3 separate regions of the Mus musculus genome follow, and all the other regions are linked to region 3. A link is a contact called in public Hi-C and Micro-C data. All regions are on one chromosome and are shown on one strand. The core of a region is the stretch at or near the end of the contact, and the rest is flanking DNA. Distances in the headings are between cores, read along the strand shown. Region 1 overlaps Syt6 (synaptotagmin VI). Region 2 has its middle 81 kb from the start of Olfml3. Region 3 holds the start of Olfml3 (olfactomedin-like 3).

Evidence for each region. A called contact is a pair of places that touch in the nucleus more often than the background predicts.
Region 1: a Hi-C map of cerebellum shows a contact between it and region 3, with 2.3 times the contacts expected there. The contact joins the enhancer-like site here to the promoter of Olfml3 in region 3. A contact is called at or near these places in 23 of 39 promoter capture datasets (the 3T3-L1 cell line, 3T3-L1-derived adipocytes, the C10 cell line and 12 more), 3 of 15 datasets of contacts at CTCF or cohesin (embryonic stem cells and stem cell-derived epiblast-like cells), 76 of 484 Hi-C or Micro-C datasets (8-cell embryo, B cells, the C2C12 cell line and 25 more), 16 of 115 datasets of contacts at active chromatin or transcription factors (CD8 T cells, the NIH/3T3 cell line, T-cell acute lymphoblastic leukemia and 6 more) and 4 of 9 other capture datasets (adipose tissue, embryonic stem cells, macrophages and 1 more).
Region 2: a contact with region 3 is called in a Micro-C map of the HL-1 cell line, with 2.6 times the contacts expected there. The contact joins the enhancer-like site here to the promoter of Olfml3 in region 3. A contact is called at or near these places in 1 of 15 datasets of contacts at CTCF or cohesin (the NIH/3T3 cell line), 9 of 484 Hi-C or Micro-C datasets (the HL-1 cell line, cranial neural crest, embryonic fibroblasts and 3 more), 3 of 115 datasets of contacts at active chromatin or transcription factors (the NIH/3T3 cell line, embryonic stem cells and heart atrium) and 4 of 9 other capture datasets (adipose tissue, embryonic stem cells, liver and 1 more).

The regions. Positions count from the first base shown.
Region 1 is chr3:103,623,558-103,626,528 of GRCm38.p6, forward strand. Syt6 (synaptotagmin VI) reads left to right here. Exons shown (of 8, transcript NM_018800.5): 5 at 1,940-2,111. Among named protein-coding and RNA genes, the nearest start is that of Syt6, 50 kb to the left of the region's middle. Within about 2 kb of position 1,309, at least 6 of the 459 cell types and tissues checked have an H3K27ac peak or open chromatin away from gene starts, as enhancers often do. A contact at or near this core is called in cerebellar granule neurons, cerebellum and neural progenitor cells, where this site is marked.
Region 2 is chr3:103,655,709-103,658,882 of GRCm38.p6, forward strand. No RefSeq gene overlaps it. Among named protein-coding and RNA genes, the nearest start is that of Olfml3, 81 kb to the right of the region's middle. Within about 2 kb of position 1,868, at least 9 of the 459 cell types and tissues checked have an H3K27ac peak or open chromatin away from gene starts, as enhancers often do. A contact at or near this core is called in the HL-1 cell line and pancreatic islet, where this site is marked.
Region 3 is chr3:103,736,146-103,739,261 of GRCm38.p6, forward strand. Olfml3 (olfactomedin-like 3) reads right to left here and starts at 1,856. Exons shown (of 3, transcript NM_133859.2): 1 at 1,677-1,856; 2 at 807-1,092; 3 at 1-518. The coding sequence starts at 1,790.

The DNA of each region.
Region 1 (2,971 bases), core at 59-2,558, 110 kb before region 3:
CTCTCGGATGCTGGAGAGAGCTTGGCTCCTGCAGAAAGAAATCTCACCAAACGATGTGAACCAGATATTCCTTATAGGAATGGACAGAGTTGGAGAAGAACACACTGGCCCAGTGGCTCATGGGACAAGTGGCTATGCCTGTGTTTCCCTTACATGGAAATGTGTTTCTGAATGGAGTATCTGGGACCAGGAATAGAAGAGGAACGAGTAGCTGCAAATGTAGAGACATGTTCTAAAGCAATATGTAGATGGAAAGACTTGAATATTCAAGATGAGTTTGGGGACTGACTCTTTCCCCCGTGGTGATCTGAACAGCGTCCTAAGGGGTAACCACGGGGGAAGGAAACCAGACAGCTATGGCATACAGACCCTCAACACTCCTTCCTTTTTACCAAATGCTCCCCTGTGTGGGGGTTCCTGAAAGTATATAGTCAGAGACAGGACGTTGATTAAATTCCTCGGAGTCTCCCCAGTTCCTCCATCAACCCAAGTGTCCCTGTGGCTATGGCACAGCTGCCACTGTCACTCTGCTGAGTCAGTAGCTCACTGGGTGTCTGTAAGAATGCTCTCAAGGTTTGGACCTTGACTGGGTTCATCTCTCAAGCGTATAGCTTCTCTCGTTTTTACTCTAAGTGTAGCCTGCATCTGCCCTTCCCCCAACACGATGCCAAATGAGGCATCGGTGGGTGCTCAGGGATCCAGGAGGCACTACCACAGACCTCAGAACTACAGAGCCAGGAGAGGGGCTACTTTGGCTCATTCCTCCTGACAGGTTCACATGAGCCCTGGCTTCTGGACAAGAAGGTGTCTGAGCACATCACGGTCTCAAAGCTATTATCGCCTGTAAGTTGTCCTTTTTCCTGAGCGGTGCAGCATAAATACTAATTATGATGCGACTGAGACACCTGTGCTATGAGATATAATAGGTGTCCCTTCGTTTGGATGAGTAGAAAATTTCAGGGTAGAAAGATGACCATGAACTACCCATTCAGAAAGCTAAAGGGGAGAGAAGATTAGACGGTGCATGGAAGCTTAATAAAAAGACATCTCTTTGCAGCATGGAGAGAATCCAAGATCCCACTGAGAAATAAAATGTCAGCCAACTGCCCTGAGTCTGGGGGGGGTGGGGGCACCTAGCTCACTCTCCTGGCCACAGTTCTCTTGCTCCACCGCTCAGAAGTGACCAGGAAATGGCCTCTGGGGAAGCAGCAGGCAGGGCCACTTCCCTGGTTCCTGATTCCAAATGGAAATGAGATCACTGGGACAGTGGACCCAGAAGCATGTCTTCTAGCTGGAGGACAGGAGCAGCAGTGTGACTGATGCTGTATCCTTCTGACATGTTCCCGGGCACCGCCACATCCTATTTTTACCCCCTTTATCCTTTGGTTAAAAAGCTGGCAAGACTCCAGAGGAAATGATTCTGTATACGCAAAAGAAACAGCGCTTTTGTTAGCTCCAGTGCTCTTTGAGTTCTCCAGCCAAAGAGAGTTCAGCTGAGATTTAGGGCTGGGAACTACATAATCGTTGACAAGAGTCTTGTCTAAATTGGGGCTAGTTTTCCTATTAGTGACACACCATTAGGCACCCTCCCAAGTATGCAAAGGTAGCTAAAGACCGAGTTTATTAAGTGTGGATCGTCCTCGGAGACAGGTTCGCTCCATAAATACAAGGTGACTTAATTATGTTAACCCACGGATCCCATCTGATGAGCAGCAGTAGGCCCAAGGACTCCGACTCTCTGTGGCAAATGCCATTCAAGAACATCTGTCTAATAATGTCTCACACCTGTCATCTCAGCACTTGAAAAGGCTAAGACAGGTGGATGGTTGTGAGTTTGAGGCCAGCCTGAGTAGAACCGGTGTCAAAAACCAACCAAACAACTGCAACATCCCAAATCGGTTTAACCTCTTATCTTCTCACACCGCCCTCATCGACACAGATCCCTACGTCAAAGTATCCCTACTGTGTGATGGACGGAGGCTGAAAAAGAAGAAAACGACCATAAAAAAGAACACCCTAAACCCCATCTACAACGAGGCCATCATCTTTGACATCCCCCCAGAAAACATGGACCAAGTGAGCCTGCTCATCTCCGTTATGGACTATGATAGGTAGGTGCCTGTCCCTCGGGATGTGGCTACTCTCCTCCAGTGCAGCATAGGGACCCCTGAGCCATGGCTTGGGACCCATTGGCCTCAAATATGACCCCACTTAGGAAAGACATAGGAATTTGAGAAAGTGTATGGACCATCCTTACTAAAAGCTACAGCTTCCCTTTCCAGCCTGGGGTAATTCTGCTTGTCATCCCTCCTGCACTCATTCCCGGCCACTTCTTTTCTTCTACTTACCACCAAGTGCCATCCATCTTCTGCCCGTTAAGATGCCTCTCTAGCATCTCCTCTCCCACAGGATGGCTATGAAGCCCCATCACACTCCACCCTAAGTCAGCCACCAGACTCAGGATACATCTGCCTGGATGCTTTCCTCCTGGTTTTGCCCATCTGAGGAACCATCCCTGGCTCCCATTGCACAGACCTCCCATAATCTGGATCTGCAAAATCGCCGCAGATAACCATCCCACTAAATCCTCTCCTTTTTCTTCTCCCTTTTTGATGCTTCCTTTTGAAGGCTTGCTCAGAAACATTTTCAGCTACTCCGTCTGCCATGACTCTTCTCCAAGTGTCATTTTAGCTGAAGGATACAAAAATTACACAATAGCATCCCAGCCCTAGGTTTTTAATGCAACTTCTCAGGCATGGTAGGTGCTTGACTAAGGTACTTGAGAGACGATTTGTGTGCTTGCTGAGTGAATAAACTACAGCCTACACAATAGTGGTATGGAGAAATGGCGGTCAGAGCTGGTTGGTTTATTTCTAAGTGCTGGGATCTCCAGAGAGGTTGTAACGTGCTTCCCAAGTCAAATAAGGGAAGAGACACTCTTAAAACCCAGTTAGGCCTCCTGCTACTGTTT
Region 2 (3,174 bases), core at 618-3,117, 80 kb before region 3:
GAACCATATAGTCTGTAATTCTGTCCTTTTTTTCTGTAATTATGAGCACCTAAGAATTTACCATAAAATATAAATAGCAGGACGACGCAGTATCTCTTTGTGCACATGTAGACATTGATTTCATCTCATGGAACCTAATGTCAACCCAACCATGTTATATCCCACAAAGAAATTATCATCTCTCCATACCCCAGCCCTCCTTCTCTGACCATGACTGTGATTTTAGTAGGTGGCACCATCAACCCTGTGGTTATCCAAATATAATGAGTGCTTTGCCCTTCGCTGTTTCTTTTACTCCATGCCTTATATCTAAATAAGCATCAAGTCTTATTGATTTTACCTCCCAAATATCTCCTGAGTCCATCTCATTCTGTGCCACCCTCCAGCACTATCTTGGATCAGACAATTATACTCTTGACTAGTTTACCCTAGCAGCCTTCTAACTGATCTCCCTTAGCTCGTCTTTCCCCTTCCAGATATTTCCTATACAGCATCCAGACAAAACCCCCTGCTTAAAACCTTTCAGTAGCACTCCAGTGTTCCAGTCCCTTTCTGATGTGACTTCTGCCTACTTTTCTAGCCTTCCTATTTGGCTTCACTCTTAGAGAGACCCTTTCTGAAGAGTTTTTCAGCTGCCAGAATCCTATCTCTTTAGATGCACCATGCCATACCTCACCAGGAGTCCCTCCCTGACCTATCTTAAGCATATGTGAAGTAGAGGCAAGAAGGATCAAGAATTCAAGATCATCATACCAAGTTCGAGACCACCCTGGGCTACATCAAACCTTGTCTCAAAAAAAAAAAAAAAAAAAAAAAGCAAGAGGAAGATAGTAAATATATACAAAGTGTCTCTTTATCATTATACTTGATACATACACTATTAAATATTGTAAAAGAAAGCATTTCCATGCACACATATATGTATAACCTGCTCCATGTAAATACTTTTTTGTCATTACAGTGACTGCTAGTGTCTGTGTGGGACCTTCTTTTTTCTATGAAAGATAAAAATAGTATGTTTTTGAGTCATCCCCAAAGTATTTCAACCCTGGCATAATATCAAGGAAAAAAATAAGGAAGAAACAACACTCTTATTTACTTAAATGTGCTTTAAATATATTAAGTGTCTTCTCTGTTAGCAAGTGTCTGTGCTTAGTTCTTTTTGGAAGAACCCCGTTGTTGGGAGCTATTAAGACAACTCTTGATCTCTGAATTGGGCCTCTCTCCCCGAGAAGAAAAGGGGGTCAAAAGCGGGCCACCAACACACTGATTCCGAGAACAACCACGGGATGTTCCAGCCCTAAGTCATCGCTGATGTCCTGACCACACCCTGATACCACCAAGTTCCTGCTTCCCCGTGTAGCTGCCAAAAGAAAGAATTTCTATTGCCCCCCCCATAAGTACTTCACCTTTTGCTTGTATTGCTCCACCCCTCCGCTGATAAGTATCTGTACTTCCCCTTTTGCTTGTGCATTTAAGCCTTGGTGGGGTCTTGATGCATTCCAGAACGGTTTCCGTGTCGTTATTCACACAAGACCCTCGTCTCTCTCTATCCCCCATTTGGTTCTTAGGAGAAGGTCCCCTCGAGGCCCTCGAATAACTGGACCTGCTGGATGGGTCACCCCGTAGTTGGTAAGCAAGTCCCCATCTTTGGTAGCAGAGAAAGGATAAGAAGTGCTGTGCTCCAGAGAAAGGTTGCTGTGTGGGGTGGAATCTGAGACCCTAACTCAGAAGATATTGACGGTGTTAGGAAGACAGTGGAGAGCCTGTTGCAAGAGCTTGTAACTGCCACTTGCACAAAAGCAAAGGGGGTAACTGTGTTCATACCATTAACTAGCCATGATGGTCCTTAAGTGGTGATTTATGATGTTCCTAATGGCAGTGCACATGGCCAGGGTTGAGTGGGGATTAGGAACAACACAGCGGGCTCAGTGAGTAGCTAAAAAATCATTGGCCAGCGAAAAGTTAGGTACAGGGTGACCTGATTTTCTAGAGAACAGCATGACAAGGTAGGCCAAGCAGAGGGAGGAAATCGAGGGTCAGGGTGGCTGACAGAATAAATACAGAACGGATTAAACAGCAGCTGCCTGTGAGGGGTGAGGATCCGTTGGTCTCACGGTGCTATTCCAGCTATCTGTATTCCATCAGTGCCACTCAGAGCCTCCCCACCTAATCAATAAGACCACCGCTGCTGTTGTTCTTTTTATTATTATTCTAGTGCTAGGAAATCAGAGTGTGTTAGTAACAAAAGTGCTTCCCATGCAGGGGTGGAGAGCCTCAGGGGGAAAAGACATTAATTAAATAAGGTTATGTCCAGGAAACCTAAGCACTGGCAGGTGCGTGGTGACAGATGCAAACCTCCATTTGTATCAGCAGTTGTCCAGATAGGAGAAGAAAGACAACACCAAAAACAAACGGCTTACCAATAGACAGGCTTGCCCATAAGTAGATCTCCAGCAGGCTGAAGTTCCTCTGCTGGGTCCAATACTTAAGGCTGAATTAAAGCTTCCTAAATGCTGACATAGTCATTCTACAGATAAACATGTGTTTGCATAATTGATCTAACCACGAGTTAAATTTAAGACCCGTGTTTCTCAGTGTTGTGCCCAAAGCCACTTTCCTATCAGTCTTGCCAAGATGGTTATCACATTCCTCACATGGATCTTCAAGCTCTGTCAGCTCTGCCTGTCACTGTTGCCTGTCTCCTGCTCACGCCTTAACCATTTCCTCTCCTCTGGAAGCTACTGCCAAGGCTGCTTAGCCAGCCTCTGCCTACCCGCTTGTCCCCTTGCAATAGTACGATATATATATTTTGTTTTCCTACCACAGATCCTGGCTCGCAACTCCCATAATAACCCTTGCTATGTTCCGGAATGGCGAGAATAATGACTGTGTGGCTTTGCTGAAGCATAATAATTGGCATCTCATCCCTCCTGGCTGAAGCGTTTTCAGAGCAATAAACATGAAAAAAGAAAAAAAGGGGAAAAAAAAGTCTTTCTTTTACAGCGTGGAAAGTAGTTTGGAACCCTATAAGTGGCCCAGAGAGCATTCCTTTTCCCTCCAACCTACTCTATTTTCTCTGCAAGGTGAGCCACTAAGGTTAGAATTTCCCTTCAGCAAGGAGGATCTTAGGCCTTCTGCCTCGGAACTGGCCATCCAGGAAATCTCTAAGAG
Region 3 (3,116 bases), core at 606-3,105:
AAGTGTCTGTGGGTCTAACTTGGCTAGACACAAATGCCTGTCATCATCTCGAGTGGCATAGACAGCCCACAGGCCCTCCTCATCAGCTGCCAGGTCGATATATGTATCTGCTGTCAGGCCGTAGGGGGGTATCAGGCTCTCTGCAGGGAACACTGAGCTATCCACCACTGTTCGGTTTGCCAAGTGAAATTTGATCAGCTGCAGAGTGTTCTCCAATTCACCACCCCCTCCAGGTCCTCCAGGAGGCCTTCGAGCATAATAAAGGAAGCCACCGTACACCAGCTGCCCCGTGCCTACCCAGGGGAAGGGCACCCGAATTCGGGAAGCTTTCCGGGCAGCCATGGCAAGGGTGAAGTCACGCAGCCTTGGGAAGACAAAAGCCGTGTCGTTCTGGGTGCCGTCTAACACGTAGATCTTCTCTGCTGGCCCCAGCGGATCCTTGGTCCATAGGCCAACTGAACCACCAAACCGCTTCAGGATCTTCATTGACCTCACCTGAGCGACTGTGTAGCTACAGTCTGGTGGGGAAGAGGAGAAAGCACAGGAGAAGGAAACAGAGGCCAAGAGTTAGATGTGTATAACAGGAACTTCCCCCAGAGTGGGCCACCTGGGGAACAGAGACACACTTTTCCGTGCATGTGTCCACTCACGGAGGGTTGAGAGATGGAGTACCGATAAAGGACAGGCCTCTAGAAACTCTCAATGAATGTGTCATTCTGAAAGATAGAGCTATGGTGGCTTGGGACAAGAAGAAAAGCAGGAAAGGGGAGTTCTGAAACTGTCTGGACCTCTGTGAGATCACTTACCCGTCACCATATCGTATTTCTCATTTCTTCGGCCCTTGCCTTTGGCTCCAGGACCTCCAGTCACCTTCTCATCCAGCTCTACACAGGGCAAAGCTGGGTTCTGTGTCTCCAGATAGTCTACCTCCCTTTCAAGACGGTCCACTCTTCCTGAGATGGAGTCTGCTTCAGTTCTGAGGGTCTCCCGCTCCTTCTCTGCCACCTCCAGGAGAGGCAACATCTTGTTTTTGAAGTCCCGAAGCTCGGCAGCATGCCGACTACTCTGATCCTGGCATTGGGCCAGCCGTTCCTGAAGGGATCGGGGAGTCAGGAAGGGTGGGTTGCAGGTTTATAGCTCCCAGACAAGCAGAGGCCCAGCCAGGGAGTCAGGGCCAGGAAAGGGACCAGCTCAGCCATGCTCCCACAGCAGAGGAGACTAGTCAGTGGTACCATCCCATCCGAGGAACCTGGCTTAATTTGCCTGAATAAGAGTCCTTCACCTTGCGTTCTCAGTGATCTGAGCCTCCAGGAAATTAGGATGCTACAGACTTCAAATTGTCCAAAAGGGAGTAGATGTGGGGTGCGGGGAAGAAACGGACAGGAAGTTGCAGGCAGATTGCCTGGGAAACTTGAACAGTATAGCAGCATAGATGCAGCCCGATTCTGACTCTCATTTCCCCTGCCCCCTTATTCCATCTAATCTGAGGGAGCCGTGTTGCGTTTATTTGCTGGGCAATTGTCTTATGTTGGGGAAATAAAAGTCTGTAGTTAAGAGGCTACTCGTCATTAAGGACTTCTTACACAACCCGATCTTGTCACTCCCAGAGCCCTGACAGCTAGTTGCACCTATAGATGTGGACTCATCCTGGGTGAGAAGAGAAACAAGTCCCTCACCTCTAAGGCAGCTAGTCGGCGTTCCATGTACTCCACAAGGTGGTGCTGCTGTCCCTGAAGGGGTCCCGTCCATGACAAAAAGAAGAGGAGCAGCAGAGGAGCACTGGGCCCCATGGCAGCCTTAAGTGGGGCCAGAGGAGTGTGTGCATTCGGCCTCTTTCCCTCCAGCCCGTTAGCTCTGGGGGCGGGGCGGGGGCGGGGCCTCCTCCTTCCCATCTCTGGTGTCTCTCACTACTCTGGAATGCTTTCAGTCTCTTTACAACCCCCACCCCCTCCTTCCCGCCTGGCCTGATCAAACACAGATGGCCCCTTTGCACAGTCGCCAGAAGCCTTAACTACCAGCAACTTAGACTTGTGAGCTCCTCCGGAAAGGGGAGAGATGGCAATCTGGAGGCAGAGGCCTTCTGAAAAATGAGCAAGTTGCAGGAAGCCGAGACCCCCGGAAAACTCAGCAAACTCCATTCGTTTTAGGAGAGGGCTTCCAGTGCTGACTCGGTAAGAACCCAGCACCCTTCATTAACCTATCCCTTCTCCAGAAATAACAGAATGGATTTTCTGCCTTGTTCAGTGAAGCCAGAAACACAGGAGATGAGGTTTGAGGGGATGGGGGTTGGGGCAAAGGGAAGTCAACTTTCTATAGCTCATTGGCGCCACCTTGTGCTGAGCATTCTGGGGCCATCTCCCATGGCAAAGAAATCAGGCGAGGACTTCACCGTGTGGAGAATCTCAACCTAAGCAAGCCAAATCACAGGGCTCCCTATGGAGTACCAAATCTCTGATTTAGCCCAAGGAAAGGAATAGAAACAAAACTGGAGGTTGTTGAGAAATGGGAGGTGGGGTTTTTTGTTTTTGTTTTAAGCTAGCTGACTTAAATATCCTTGACATGACTTTCCAGGTATTTCCCAAATAGGAGGGTGCAGCAAGGACATGCTAGTTTACATTCATGGATTTAGGGGAGAAACCTGAAAAAAAAAATATGTACAACATAGTCTAAAGGAAAACAAATATATTCTGACCTTCCTATCACTGGGAGAGAACAGACTATTGATCGCCTTTCTTGGTTATGGTTCAGTAGGGCATTTGTAAGTATCTCTCATTTCTTTAAAATTAAGTAAAAAAAAATTTGGTTTTTCAGTTACATATGCTTTTATGTGTCTGTATACAGGTATCTGCATGGGATACAGGTATCCGTGGGGACCAGACGAGGACGTCAGATCTTCCAGAGCTGAATTTTAGGAGATTGTGCGCTGCCTATTGTTCCTGAGCACTGAGCCCCTCTCCTCTGAAAGAACAGTACACTCAACTACTAAGCCTTCTCTCCAGCCCATGTTCCTCCTTTCTATCCAGCTAAAGCTACAGGGGAGCTAGGCAGGAACATACATCAGAAGAAGTCAAATATGCAGCATTTACAAAGGGGCCTGCAGTGATTAATCTAGACAA